Regions from separate parts of the Zea mays genome. Here region 2 is linked to region 1. A link is a contact called in public Hi-C data. All regions are on one chromosome and are shown on one strand. Each heading gives the region's core, a stretch centred on a gene start, on an enhancer-like site or on the middle of the called end of the contact. The rest is flanking DNA. Distances are from core to core; before and after follow the strand shown.

Region 1 (2,506 bases), core at 5-2,504:
CCAGCTTGCAAGGTGATTGAAAGTCTCCCTCCTGAAATTAGTCCAACATGGATTTGGATGCCAGTATCAACACTATTCAGGAAACCGCGTGCATAAAGAATACCGCCCAAGCAGCTTAGAACTTATGTGGGGGTAATCACCTAGTGATATCATAGACCAAAAGAGCACCAGCAGCTCCTCTGTAGTATGATCTAGTTATGGATCTGAATGACTCTTGACCAGCCTGCATAATGTTAAGAGACAACACAATCAAGACAGATAAATGATGCATGTGGCCGGCCACATGGGTATTCCACATCATTAACATCGTGGCGTGGCAGCAAGGATAACTTAAATCAACAAACGGTCATATGGTTCAGTGCGCTAATAGTCAGATAACTCCAGTGGGGTGGGCACACTGATAAAAAAAAGAGATATCCAAAATGTTGTAGTTTCGGAGCTCAAAGAGATACTGGCTGCTTGTATCAGCCGCTGCTAGTTCGACGCTACAGTGACATGTGAGGAGGCAGACGGCCACAGAAGCAGAAGCAGCAGCTGCTGGAACTGGGCCAACTGACTGCGGAAGTGTTTTTTCATCTCGAACTACAGACCCAAAAATAACTTTATGCCACACTAACTGGACATCCTAAATTCCAGTTGGCAACCAGAATTGAGTTCCCATAAGGCCATAAGCAACTGAGGAAGCTATTATGTTGCCTTAATTGGTAGCGGTAGATCGACCTGAAGCAAGTGCAAGTATCTAAGGGATACGTAAGAACGAAGGAAAGTATAGCGGTAAGAACGAAGGAAAGTATAGCGGACAAACAGGTCACCGACCGTATCCCAAATCTGGAGCTTGATGGGCTTGTTGTCGATGTTGATCATCCGGGCCCCGAACTCGACGCCGATGGTGAGGTCGTGGACGGGCTGGAAGCGCTTGTCGGTGAACTGCAGCAGCAGGCACGACTTACCGACGCCTGCAGCAAAGCAAAGGCAAGCAGAGGAAGGCCGTCAGCGTCATCGCGAGCGGGCAAGCGGATTAGAATGGATCTCCATCTCGCCGCGGCGGCGGCAGCAGGTTGGGAGGCGCGTGGATCCAATCGGAGAACGGAGGAAGGAAAAGGGCTGACGGGACGAGACGGACCTGTGTCGCCGATGATGATGTACTTGAAGAGGTAGGCGTACGACATCTCCGGTGGTGGTCTTGGTCCTCCGGGGACGAAGAGCTGCGGGGGGCTTCCGCGTGCGGGGGAGGAATCGGAGGAGGGGTTTGCAGTTGCAGGTTGCGTTTGCTTAGCAAGGGCGGCGGAGGAGACGTGATTACGTGAAGGAAGCGACGGGTTGACAGCTAATTTGGGGGCGGTTTGTTCTTGTTCCTTCGGCGGCGGGGTGACGCGCGGACTGCTTGGATTCACGTTGCGGCTTGCCCGTTTCTTTTTTTTTCTTTTGAAAAATTGTCTTGAGAACAAAGATTAGCTAAAAAAACTAGTTAAAGTTAATGATTTAGCTACTCTCAATAATAGATTTTACAGTAGGCTAATCAACAGACGTTTTATCGAAATAAAAATTTATCTAAGTATATAATAACTGAGCAAATTAAATTTATATAGTTCCTAAAAAAAATAAAAATAACATAGTTTATATTTCATAAATAAAATTGTGAGGAGATGTGGCAACCTTTGAAGATCGAGTTTGAACGCCGCGGTTTGAACACATCTATTACTGCTAATCCAAAAACTGTGGACAATGACATTGGCATCATAGACAGTTCGTTTGGTTTCCAAACTGCGGTGGAGATTGCTCAGCAGGCAATTGACGCTGCTCATGTGGAGGCTGTTAGTGATGTAGGCCTTGTCAAACTAATGGGATGGAGTACAGGCCATATCCACCTGGAAGGTAAGGGTGGCCTGTTTGAGTTTCTGTATAAGAAGGGGCATGCTGACATCGTGGTTGCTGCAGGACCACTAGAAGATGTCGCTGGATGTGAATGATAACAAACGGGCATGGGTTAGATCTGTTACGAATCAGCAAGATTTCTTGAAATCCCAAGCATAAAGTCCAGTGGCTGATTAATGTAAATAACTGTTCAAGTTCATATTGAACAAATTGGCCTATTAGCTCAGTTGGTTAGAGCGTCGTGCTAATAACGCGAAGGTCGCAGGTTCGAGACCTGCATGGGCCATATTTTTGTTGTTTTCCTTTTTTTTTTGACAATTTTCAACTTGACCTTTTTTTGGCATTTTTCAACTTCACTATGGAACAAAACTTATTTCTTTTTTACTTTTCCATCTTGCAGCTGCATACCACTTCAGTACTTCACTCTACGACATACTCCCTCCGTTTCTTTTTATTTGTCGCTGGATAGTGCAATTTTACACTATCCAGCGACAAATAAAAAGAAACGGAGGGAGTACCTTCCATGTTTTTGGTTGTTTCTCGTTTTTTTTTTGACAATTTTCAACTTGACCTGAGAACATTTTTTTTACATTTTTCAACTTCACTCTGGAACAGAATTTATTTTTTACTT
Region 2 (2,506 bases), core at 5-2,504, 330 kb after region 1:
AGCCCATTCAAATTCCCATTTTCCCGTACAACCCACGTCTACCTAAAATTTAAAACACAAATAGTCTAAGGGAATCGGATTAGAACCCGCGACCCCTCAGGCAAATGCGAGTAATAGCTATCGCTACACCACATGTGTGTTTATGTCACATCTATGAGACTATAACAGGAAAACATCTACTACATCTCTCCTCAAGCCCACCTGCTACTCTTGCACAATGCGTAGTAGTAGATAAGTATCAACGAGATTATTGAATTATATTTTGGATGAAGGGAGGAGTATTTAAAAAGGACCTTACATGCATTTTTTTGTTTGAATAATGTTTTTAACTTAAATTACCTTTTTTGCATGCATGACATTTATTCTCCATAATATATTTTTTTCCATGGATCCGATTTGTGAGTCATTTTCATAAATCAATGACAAGGATGAATCCATGTTTCTTACTTGGAAACCTCGAACAAACACCACCAGCAGGAGGCGCTCACGTTGGTGTCGTTCATCGACGATGAGAAGAAGCATGACGACTACCAGTTCGACCTCTGAAAGTAGTCCTACGTGACCGCATGCGCCGCTGTGCACGACAAGCTCTGGCACAGCCGCCCCCTTGGATACGGTCCAGAGCGGCTGCATCGCGCTGTCGATCATCAAGCAGGGGGACCTCATGGCCGTCGCCAACGTCGGCGACTCTCGGGTTGTTCTGGGCATCGCATCCGACGACGACGCCATCACACTGTCCAGCTCATCGTCCACTTGAAGCCCAACCTGCCACGTAAGTCGCTCTTGACCGGGCATAAATTCTTGTACGCTGTGACGACGGCTGTTGCTGACGTTGTGCGAGTGTCTTCGAACATGATGTATTATATGTTTCCATTGCAACGTATGGATACTCACCTAGTTAAAGTTGATGAAGTTAAACTACGCCAAATAGAGCCTAAAAGTCCTATTGAACAATTTTTTTTTTTGGAACGAAGAGACGGTTTGATTTCCTAGGCCCACAACGATGTTGTGGCCCTAGCCGCCCTAGACAGAAATCCAAACAGATCCGTACCTCCAATGCAACTTGTTGGATTACAACGCGTACCGGTGGCGCGCAGGACTACCGTCGATCTCGGGCGCGTACGGTACGTAGCTGTCCCAACAGCCGCCGCCGCCGCCGCCTCGTCTCTGTGGTGGTGGAGCTAATTAATAGGCTAATAGTAGCATGCATGCGAGGCAGCGACCTCGCGCCTCCACGGCTCCACCGCCAGCAGTACCTTCCCAGTGTTTTTGTGGGAAATTGGGTTAGTTTCTTACTACTCTGGTGCTCATCGTTCACATCCCAGAGAGAGACGCGCCCGATCCGATCACATTGCCGCCGCGCCTCTCCGACTCTCATCCCATATAGGAGTACACTTCCCCCCTCAGGGGAGAACCGTGCGCGTTTTGTTTTCCTCTTCTATTAGTAGTTCTTGCAACCTCTATACATACGTATCTAGTTGTCGTAAGAGACAGAGACTCATCGCTGCACCTCCAGATTAGATCACGGCGGAGGCAGAGGGAGAGGCCAACCTATACCTACATAACGTCTAGTCGCAGAGACTTAATTAGTATACTGCACTTCCAGACCAGGCCAGATCAAGGCGGCGGACGCGCAGGGGCGGGGGCGGGGGCGGAGGCGGAGGCGGAGGCGATGGCGGCGAGCGGCGCCGTCCAACCCCACGTGGCGTTGGATGTCAATGTGGAGGAGGACGCCAACGACGACGAGGCGGCCGACCGGCTCTGGGCGACCATCGAGCAGGTCGCCTCCCCTCAGCGGCGCAACCTCGCGATCGTCGCCCTCGACCCCGGCAGTGCATCACAGAAGAAGGAGGAGGTCATGGACGTGCGGAGGCTCGACCGCCGCGGCGCCCAGCGCGTGCTCCAGAGGGCGCTGGCCACCGCCGACTGCGATAACGCGAAACTCCTCCGCGGCATCAGGGACCGCCTTGACGCGTGCGTAATGCAGCAGATCTCCTGCCTCCTCCTCGTCCTCCTTCGATCTTCAATTTTTGTTTTTTTTTACTTTGATCCTGTCGCCTATGCTAAACCCCATTGATCGATTATTACTAGTTTCTATGATTTGCCTACTACTACTATTTGCGTGCGTATTTACTGAATATATATATGGTGTGGATCCCAATAATTACTGCATGCTTATTTGGTCGTGAAGGGCGGGACTGGACGTGCCACGGGTGGAGGTGAGGTTCCGCAACCTGACGGTGTCCACGGAGGTCCACTACGGCCGCCGGGCGTTGCCAACGCTCCTCAACTACGTCCATGACATTGCCGAGGTATATATGGAGGATATGATTCGTCTTTTTCTTTTCTTTTTTACGTGCTGGGTAGGGCAAAGCGCGGATCTTCTCATGATTTTAATTTGCTTGCTCGGATAGCGACTGCTTCATGCCAATGCCATCGTGTGATTAGACTGTCCACGTCAGGACGACCTTTGATCAGCAATAGTCCTGTGACGCGTTGTTGCCAG

The links. A called contact is a pair of places that touch in the nucleus more often than the background predicts.
Region 2: a contact with region 1 is called in a Hi-C map of leaf, with 4 times the contacts expected there. The contact joins the promoter of LOC103646334 here to the promoter of RAB2A in region 1. A contact is called at or near these places in 6 of 25 Hi-C or Micro-C datasets (ear, leaf, leaf mesophyll and 2 more).

The regions. Positions count from the first base shown.
Region 1 is chr2:41,035,570-41,038,075 of Zm-B73-REFERENCE-NAM-5.0, forward strand. RAB2A (Ras-related protein Rab-2-A) reads right to left here and starts at 1,255. Exons shown (of 6, transcript NM_001112608.1): 1 at 1,124-1,255; 2 at 817-956; 3 at 141-223; 4 at 1-31. The coding sequence starts at 1,169. It overlaps TRNAI-AAU (transfer RNA isoleucine (anticodon AAU)), which reads left to right and starts at 2,088; the gene lies at 2,088-2,161.
Region 2 is chr2:41,368,597-41,371,102 of Zm-B73-REFERENCE-NAM-5.0, forward strand. LOC103646334 (ABC transporter G family member 51) reads left to right here and starts at 1,255. Exons shown (of 24, transcript XM_008671066.3): 1 at 1,255-1,974; 2 at 2,192-2,312. The coding sequence starts at 1,673.